Regions from separate parts of the Mus musculus genome. Here region 2 is linked to region 1. The links are chromatin contacts, called in public HiChIP or PLAC-seq maps. All regions are on one chromosome and are shown on one strand. Each heading gives the region's core, a stretch centred on a gene start, on an enhancer-like site or on the middle of the called end of the contact. The rest is flanking DNA. Distances are from core to core; before and after follow the strand shown. Region 1 has its middle 87 kb from the start of Gm33217. Region 2 overlaps Mef2c (myocyte enhancer factor 2C).

Region 1 (4,914 bases), core at 997-3,496:
GAACTGAGGTATAAGAAGTCTGTATGGGATTCTTTGCTATAATAGTTGACCCCTTATTTTACTGAACACTATAATTTAGGCACTTTCCAAGGAGAGTCTAAGAACAATTGCAACAGTTGTGACTATAAGTAAGCATGATGCAAGATTTACTAATAAATTGGACTGCTATATAATTATCCGTGAAATAACAACACTTGACCCTGATTTATATTGCAGGCTGCCTTTTTCTCTCCAAACATGTTGAACTTGATTTTTTCCCCTAAAACCAGATGTTGTAGCATTTCAAAGAAGATGGATGGAATGCAAACTCAAGACCAAAACTGTTTTAGGTTTGCATTTCTTATTATTGTTATTAAAAAAAAGGGTTTGGACACTCCCCACACTGGAAGTGAGCCAGAGTTCGAATTTAGATGGCAGTGGCCATCTTAGAGTTTTCTAACATACAAGCAACACTCTTACCATTCGTTACAAACAAAGAAATATAAAAAGTAGTTCAGACAATTAAAAAAAAAACTGTTTCATCTTGACAGTGTGAAATAATAACAGTCCATTTTACTTTACTGTTTAGAAAGGTTCTACTAGTTACAATAGGAAATAAAATACTCCAAGGTTTATTAGCAGTACTAGTCAGCAGGGCTGCCTTGCAGGGCTGCTTTATTTCTCCAAATATTTTGACAGTCTTGTTTCTATGTCTCTGATTGTCACATTTGATAACATGAGGAACTGACAATAACCTGAGAATGAGAAACTTTGTTTCCAAGAACTTCCTCCAAAGTGAGAAAGGCACCATGCTGCTGTTCTGTTCTGAGTGCATCCAGATGGTTTCAAAAGGCAGCCACTCACTCCCACACCATCAGCTCCAGGGCCAGAGCTTCTAGGTAGGGGTTCCAACTGGATAAGGAGAGGGAGAAGGAGGTAGGAGATAAGATAGAAATGCAAGGGTCCTGCTGATAGCTACAAAGACAATAATAAGGAAGGCTGACAAGGTGGTGTGGACATGTGCGCCGCCCCCCACCCCAAATCAGAGCAGAGCCTTAGTTAATCCACTTTACTAGATTAGATCTTGCATTAGTACCACCACACTTTACTTATTTATTTTAAAGTGATGACCTTGGCTAACTAACCAAGATGAGTACTTAGGGGAACTAGATAGACAGGACTTTCCTGATAGTGTTTGCCCCACTTCGGGTTATAATCACTGGTTTCTAGCTGGCAAAGTGCCCCTTGAACCATCGATTATTGAGCACAATATAGCTGCCTGGAGAGGTGAAGACATTATTCATTAAAAAGGCAGCACTTTCTAGTGTTGCTATAGAACCATTTTTTGACAAATTACCTTGACAAAAACTGTCCTTCAGAAGGGGTTATGATTATTTTATACAAAATGAAAAGTTAAATTATAACTGGAAAATATTTGATTTTTCATATACTGCCTTTCATAGACGATGCATGTCATTGGACATTATAAGTCATCAATGCACGTGCATTGTTCTTCTGTGCCTGGGGTAGACAAATACAATAGCAGTCACCTTTAATGGTAATTTGTGCCCTCACATGAAGGAAAATAGGTTTTGCAGAAAATGACTTGTTTTGTTAAGTTTACCGGGATCTAGAAATGAGAATGCCACAATAAGAGTTTAATAGATGGTGTTTTGTTTGTAGAGATTCAACAAATATTTGGGTACCTATGATGACTCGGGCACGTTATTGTTATTATCATGACTATAAAATGTCTCCAATGAGCACAGACACATGACTTATATAGTAAATAAGTCATGATAAGGGCAATTTTGATAAATGAAACAGAGAGAGAGGGAGAGAGAGAGACAGAGAGACAGAGAGAGACAGAGTCAGAGAGAGGGAGAGGGAGAGAGAGAGGGGGAAACAGGAAGACAGAGAGGGAGACAGAGACAGAGAGACAGAGACAGACAGAGAGATAGAGATTCAGAGAGATAGACAAAGAGAATGTGAACAGAAGAAGACAGAATAATGTAAAGAGATGCTCTAGATTCTAATATATGATGGCGGGATAGACTTAACAAAGAGACAAAAGGAAGCAGAATACTGGGGAAGAAGGCACTGAAAGCCTTCTCCTAATGGGGAATAAGGCTATGCTGGTGGAAGGCTCTGACCGACAGTAAAAACTGAAAGGAAGCCAGAGCGGGTAGAGGCTAAAGAACAGGCAGTAACCTCAAAGACCTAGAAGGCAAGCTGGGAAGGCAAAGATCCTCCCTGCCTTGTAAGCTGTTAAGAACAAACTTCAGAGCAACAGGAAGTCACTGACATGTCTTAACTGTAATCAGAATATCCAGGCAATACAGTGCAATGTTTCTAATCTTGTCAACAATTTAAAAACCCTACTTCTCCCAGAAATTATGGCATTATACAACATTATACATTATTTCTGATCTTCTTCATGCATATTCAAGTTAAAGTCTTGATTATATATGCATAATACAGGCTTTCATTCTAACAAATCTAAACCAACCAATTTCTCTTCCACCTTCCAGAGAATGTCTACCCACAATTCTTACAGCTACACAAAGTATATTTTTCAATATTTTTAATTGTATGAGTCAATGTTTTTCAATATTTTTAATTGTATATCAGTCAATGTATGGTCACTTTACATTTTTACCACAGCCATTTCTAAATTGTAGACACAGACAGAGGAGTTTCTCTCTTTTGTTGATGGGAAAAGCCAATATTTACAAGACAGGCTGTCCAGGAAAGAAATAGAATCCACATAGAATCTGTTTTTTCTTGCAATGTCTGCTGCTCATTTTTATAAGCAGCTGCTGGCCAAATGTAATTCGAACCCAAACCCAAAATTTTGTGACTTTTTGTTGAAGGGAACAGAATATTTTGCTTAAATATGTCAAAGAAACTGTTGAGAGGCATTGAGGGGTTAGGGTTGAGTGGTTTGTTGTTTTTGGCAATTTAGAAACTAATTTTGAAACAGTCTACAAAACCATGCGACAAAATAAGAATTATAGTGTTATAAAGCCCAGTATAAGCCCAAATCAGAGACTGAGGGATGCACTTCCAATGCTGTGTATGTGGCACAAACAAGAATCCTACTGAGACATAATGAGATGTGTGTATGTATGAGCTGCCTGTGCATCTTCTTCAACACATATCCCCAAGAGAAAATGACATAAAGCAACTTGCAATTAAACTTTATTTGATGCCAGATGAAAAGCAAATGTTTTTAAAACTCTAATTTTAATATAATAATTATTTGCTCTGCATGTGCAGACCAGCAGCTCCTTAGACTATGCCAATTCTGCCGTCAACATTTATTTCTAAATAGCACAGAAAGAGGCTAGCCTATTTCCCCTTATTTGTCCATTTGCTTTACAATGTTTGTTTTCAGACGTAGATTATTTCCATTCCATGGTAGAGATCATGGACACACAGGCCATCATGTAATCAACTGTCAGCATTATAGACATGACTTAAGCAAAACAAAACAAAAACAAAACAAAAACAAAACAAATGCATATATGATTTTGATCTGCTGTACTTAAATAACTCATTATTTTTTCCAGCACTGAAGTGTACTCTTTTAGGATTTCAGAACCCTGAAACAGCTGTTTCCAAGTACTTCAAAAACCAAGAAACCATTTTAAAGCCAAACTTCTCCAGGATTTCTACCCATAAGATAATAGGTATATTATAGGCATACAATTTGTTATCATATTATACACAGGGACTGAGTAGAGTACAGTTATCAGAAAGTGCTTATCTAGCAACAATTTTAACATAATTTGTGGGTTTTACAATAATCACCTTAATGTTTGAAATTATATTATAATTACATTCTTTCCCTCGGCTCCCTTTCTTTCCTACCAACAGTGTTTCCCAAGACAATCCTCTACACACACTCTCTCTCAAAGTCATGGCCTCTTTTTTTCTTCAATTGTTTCTATAGATACTTCAATACAACCTGCTCACTCTGCATAGTGTTACCTGTCTGTATATAACATCAAAGTTGACCACTCAGTATGTTTTGTAATCTCAAGTGCTCATGTATATATGTGTCAAACAACTATAGTGGTTGCAGTCAAAGCATACTAGTCATCCATTCTAAAGAACATGCTTTGATCTTACATGGCCAGGAAAAAAAGCCATTTGCCTTGTTGAAGAATATCTACAAAGAAAATATGGGTAGTAAAATCTAGATTAGTTCACAAACCAGATCATAAATGATCTTGAGTGGTAACATTTGATCACTTGCCTTTATTCAGAAAGAGAGAAAGAAAGAAAGAAAGAAAGAAAGAAAGAAAGAAAGAAAGAAAGAAAGGAAGGAAGGAAGGAAGGAAGGAAGGAAGGAAGGAAGGAAGAAAGAAAGAAAGAAAGAAAGAAAGAAAGAAAGAAAGAAAGAAAGAAAGAAAGAAAGAAAGAAAGAAAGAAAAAAGGGGGGCCAGCTAGGGGTTATTCTTGCTTGTCTTTGTTTTGTGGATTTAGATGTATGTTAATATTAAGTATGAAGTCATTATATGGCAAGCCATAGGGAAATATTAAAGGTGCTCTGCTCCTTTTGGAAAATTATAACAAAGAAGCCAGGGTGTTGGGAGATTAGGAATGGAAGGAACAAAATTGATGCCTTAACAGCATGAAACAGCTGATGGGCCATGGAAGCCAGGAGAGATTAGAGGAATGGAGAGACAAGAGGAGAGGAACAAGACTGAGATCCTTCAGGGAAGGATGACATAAAGATCAATAGTACCATACGGAGAATTACACAGGGAAAACAACTTGAGGAGGTGGAGAGACAAAGGAGATGCAAAGATGCTGAGCAAGTATTACCCAGAAAGGCCAGTTTCTGGACTGTCATAGATATGAATATGCCCAAAAGGCAGCTGGAAATTCTAGTGAAAAGATAACAAAAAAAATCAGTCTTGGACATTA
Region 2 (4,922 bases), core at 2,388-4,887, 380 kb after region 1:
TAACATCTCACAGGATTATTCTTGTGAGGATTAATGGTCTTTTCTGTCCATCTGTCATGCCAGCCACATGGCCATTTTGGGGTACCTGGTACCGCTGTGGGGAGAGAATGTGTATGCTTGGTGTCAGATGGTTGACAGATGAGGCTTTGAGGTGTTTGCTATTGTTGCTATTGTTCTATGGCCAGTTGACAAAGTGTGCCTCGGACTCGCATTACACTGAGGCTTCTCTTGTCTTACACAATACTGAGAAGGCAAAAGCTCTCTCCAGTTGAAGGAACTTTGATGGAAGGAAGCATCGTTAGAACCTGAGTTAACCTGCTTTGGCTCTCTTCATGGCCAGCTCCTGACTGCCAGTAAACCAGCCATCTCTGCTGTCTCTTCTCATCTGTGTGTTTAGTGTGTTCAGTGCATCAGCTTCCCGGATAGCAGCCTAACCCATTTTAAGAATTTGTCTCATAACACACCAAGTTATGCTTCCAGTGCTAATTACTCAGGAGCTTTCCTTGGCTGCACATTTCCCATAGGACAGTAAGAGTTTAGTATGAAGTCAACATGTTCCAAGGTACGGCATTGACTAATCCCACCTTTTCAAATATTGAAAACTGTATATTCTAAGACAGACAGTATTTTACCTTCACAGAACACTTTCCTTCTTAAATTGTCAGGATCCAGCAACCTTGTGGTTTTGTGCTCTCTGTGTCTGAAAAGTCTTTCTTAACCTTCTAACCTTATTTCCCCTTAGTGGGCACTGTCCACCATTTTTTTTCAAGCACATATTTTATTGAGGACTAAGAAATAATGGGCATCTAATGTTGGTGTTTCTTCTGTTAGATACTGAAACCTTTATATTTTTAATAGTAAAAACTTATTTACAAGCAACAAAATATCACAGGAATACAAATAGCATTGCTTTAGTCACGTGCTATGAATCCGTATTACTGTCCACCATTTTTAACCAAGTTTTACTTAAGACAATCTTTGAGAGTTACATTAAGAGAGATCCTATGGCAGTAGGAAAGCTCAGTCCTCTTAAATTCTCTGATTCCTTGGGGGGGAAATGCCCACCTTACGTCATCCTGCCTCAAGGTACACATTGCCATGCAGTATAGACTGGATCATGGGCATGACAAACTGACAAGAAGGTTCAATTACCTTCAGCAGACAGATAGTCACCTTGCTTCTGCGAATCCATGCCATATGGTTGTTAGCTTGTTTTATTGGTACAGTTGGCCACCAAAGTATAATGATGATCCAAATAGAAAAATTTCACAAGTAGCGTAACGAGGAGAGACCCTCAGTGACTAAGTTTAACAAGTCATTTATTGCATCTTCAGTTGTTACTTCCTGTTCCCTAGTAACTTACTTGTTGGTGCCATTTCTGAGCAACTCCTAACCCTCTAGCTTACTTTGCATGTTTCTCCAATATATGAAATGTTACACAAATGACCCACCACGTAGTATCACTGCCTCTAATTGCAGCAGAAATTTGGAGTAGGGTTAGTGCAATATAGACAGAAGTTATCTGAAAAGCACCATGAAACAGTTGCCACTGTAGCTTCTCCTTAAAAGACAAATTTGAATGAAACAGGAGAGTGAACACTGCCAGTCCTTGAATTAACAGAGCAAAGACTCAGGCATGTTCAGAGGATGTGAGACTGATGGAGGCCATTGGAAATTAGGTTAGACATCATGAGTCGACTATAGAAAGCCATGAGAGACAGGCAGGTATACTGATTCAGCTGTGTTGAACAGTACTTGGAGAATCAGAACTAGACACAATGATGTCCCCAAGTGTGCTAGCTAACATCACACATGTACAAAGAAGCTTGCATACAGCTCAGACTTTACCGGAGCTGAATTTAGGATATGGAGAGAAGTCCTTCAAACAGAAAATAAGGAATGGTTGAAGGACTTTGAAAGACTTGGTCAAATGGGGATTGAAGCCTACAGAAAAAAAAAAGGTTAAAAATAAAAAATGCAAGCAGCCTTTTTTTCATAAGAAATTTGGACAAGATTTGGTATCTTGTAGAATATAGAGATGGAAGGAAGAGAGCAAGAATTAACAAGCCCAAATATTAGCTTCAGCTTTGTGCTTATAAATATTATGTGCTTTTATTTATAATTGAAAGTTAAAACAAGCAAAGAATAAATGACAAGGCTCCTAATGCCTAAGCGTCCAAGAAAGTTGTGGCCCTATGGGCTCAGAGGAGAGCATGCTCAACAGAGCACTGTGCAACAAAGCCAAGAACCTGCCTCATAACGTTTGCAGCCAGGAGGGTGTTCTCTAAATTTACAGCTTCCTAAAGTAGGAGTGAGTAAAATCAAATGAAGTAGAAAAGGCAGAAAAGTGCTTTTAAGTTAACTGTGGGGAAAAATTACCACTATATTTGAAATCTTGACTATTTACACTGCTTTCATTGTTTATTAGACACTTGTAGGAGCAGAGGTAGAATCTGTTATCCTTCACGTGACTACATCATAAAAGCCTAAATTGGTTCATAAGAAACAATATTTTTAATCAAATGAAACTATAAAAGCTTCATTGAACTCTAAAGTCACTCTGTACCTCATTTTCCTATAATGTATAATCAGGAAATCCATTTACCATACGTTATAATTTTTGTCCTTTCAAGTGGTCAGAAGAATGTGACATCTGCATACGGTCACGTCTAAATTGATAATTGTCCCAGTAGAGTATAATTTTGAAACATAGCATCAAGAAAGTTGAATCTGTATATTAGAAGGTTGTCGAGAGGTGGTGTTTCCCACCTCCTGGGTCCCTGAAGTTAAGTGTGGCCATGCTCTCTGGTGAATTTATCTTAAGGTGGGCCCTCAGCCTCCACACAGGCCAAAGCATTCTGAGCGAAAAGGAGGCTGCGGTTTCCCAGCCAACTTAAATGCAGGCTCTTCTTAGCAATGAGCCACACACATGCATTCATCATTGACTTCCAAATGATAGGTTTCAATATCACTGGTCTAGGGTCCACAGTCTCACATTCCTGAATCTATATTATGCCAAAAGAATAACAATTTGGTGGCTGGAAACAGAAATGGTTATTATACTTCTCCAAAATGCTAGCTGGCACAATATTCTAAAAATAGCAGAAATTCACTCATAAAAAATAGCATTTATTTGTTCATAAAAAATAATTTTATGCTCCGAAAATATAAGTGTAAAAATGTCATGCTTAACTGCCATTTATCCTTCTTCTTTTGAAATTACTTGGCTAATTTTCCATTTGATTGTTTATTTAAACCAGATCTCACACAGGGTTAACATGTACATGACACCTTAAAACTATGGAACTAATCTTCTAAAATGGTGTAATTTCCAAATAGCAGCACATATTTCAAGAGAGACATAGAATGCTTTTGATTCCATTTTTTGCTTCTGAGGTGTTTACTGAGTGGAAAACCACGTATGTGTGCTTCCTTTTCCCCTGCTCACTGCCGCTCCAAAGCGCTGTTTTAAAATGTGGGCAGAAAGACTGGGGCTTTTTTTGGACTGTCTCTGAGTTTACCATAGAAAATGTTTTTGAAGAGACTTTTTTTTTGCACAGCCTCTGTGAAGCTCTCCACTTTCTCACACTGGCCCCGTGCTTGTCCTATCTTAGGACAGCACATGTCGTGAAGTGGTTTTACTTCCTTTTAGCAGAATTACTGCTCCATGCAAACCAGCACCAGCATCTACCCAGGCAGGATTTTAGTTTCTCATCCTTTCAGGCTTCACTGCCCTGCTTAACTGACATTTCTTCTTCTTCTTCTTTTGAAATTACTTGGCTAACTTTCCATTTGATTGTTTATTTAAACCAGATCTCACAGAGGGTTAACATGTTTGTGATGTGTGTCTGTGTGTGTGTGTGTGTGTGTGTGTGTGTGTGTGTGTCTGTGTGTGTGTGTGTGTGTGTGTGTGTGCGCGCGCGCGCACTCAAACTTCAGCAGGCAGGAATGCATGCTGCAGATATCTTGGTCTCCTCCTTTCCTTTTCGTGTAGGGACTCTACAATTCTGTTAAAGGCCCTAACACAAAATAACGTTCCAAGGAGACCCATTAAACACAGAACTCCTCTGTGCAGCCTAACTCACCCATTATCTTTCTTACAGAGTACGATTTGTTTATATTTCTTTTAGTGAGAAAGGGTAAATGTATTGTTTCAAGTAAGAACTTTTACCATCAAACACTGTCCAAATTAACTGTAACAGATAATTTGGGGTTTGACATATTTTCCTAGCTATAATTTAGCAACTTTTCTTGATGTTTTATTATAGAAGACTAATTTGTATTCAAATTCGGTGCAAATTTCTTAAACAACGACTTTGTAGTTGGCACTTGTTTTGGGGATGTTTCATTTGTTTTATTTTCATTTTGCCTCAAGATACTTGTTAATTTTTACCATGATCCAGTTGCAAGATTGAACCTTGCGAGTTTTTATATATTCAGCCTATTCATTTATTCATGAAACAAAGCAGGTAAATGAATTGGATATGAAGAATAAGTGTGTTTTGGACCACATGACCCAAATATATTTTAATTCAGAGAGTCCCCAGTGGGACAGTTTGGGAAGAAAGGAGCCAACGTGGGGTAGAAGGAACAAGAGAAGGTGAATATATTGAAGTGCATTGTGTAAGTGTGCGAGCATGTCATAATGAAACCATGACTTCATACAATTAGTATTGGCATAGCAAAACATTTCTGTAAGTATCTCTTTGAAACATGCTTGTGCGTTCCCCTCCCAACTCCTTGTTTTCTTTCTGAAGCTATTGCCATAGACTCAAGAAAGATCCATACACATAGGCTTTTCCAAGACCACCCTTTCCAGTGTTGCAGATGTCTAACCATTCAGGGACCAGTTTCTATCACTGTTCTGAAACTGGGTAGTCTCTACTTCTAACATATCATCATAAAATTGGAAGTCCCCACTG

The links. HiChIP or PLAC-seq counts read pairs in DNA pulled down with a chosen protein or histone mark.
Region 2: a contact with region 1 is called in a RAD21 HiChIP or PLAC-seq map of pro-B cells, with 5 times the contacts expected there. The contact joins two enhancer-like sites. A contact is called at or near these places in 1 of 15 datasets of contacts at CTCF or cohesin (pro-B cells), 2 of 484 Hi-C or Micro-C datasets (nephron progenitors and uterus), 1 of 115 datasets of contacts at active chromatin or transcription factors (large pre-B cells) and 1 of 9 other capture datasets (embryonic stem cells).

What each region holds. Positions count from the first base shown.
Region 1 is chr13:83,266,640-83,271,553 of GRCm38.p6, forward strand. No RefSeq gene overlaps it. Among named protein-coding and RNA genes, the nearest start is that of Gm33217, 87 kb to the right of the region's middle. Within about 2 kb of position 2,247, at least 7 of the 459 cell types and tissues checked have an H3K27ac peak or open chromatin away from gene starts, as enhancers often do. A contact at or near this core is called in pro-B cells, where this site is marked.
Region 2 is chr13:83,646,379-83,651,300 of GRCm38.p6, forward strand. The region is part of intron 6 of Mef2c (myocyte enhancer factor 2C); the gene reads left to right. It overlaps Gm52044 (a long non-coding RNA gene), which reads right to left. Exons shown (of 3, transcript XR_003950630.1): 3 at 1-4,922. Among named protein-coding and RNA genes, the nearest start is that of Gm52044, 13 kb to the right of the region's middle. Within about 2 kb of position 3,638, at least 70 of the 459 cell types and tissues checked have an H3K27ac peak or open chromatin away from gene starts, as enhancers often do. A contact at or near this core is called in pro-B cells, where this site is marked.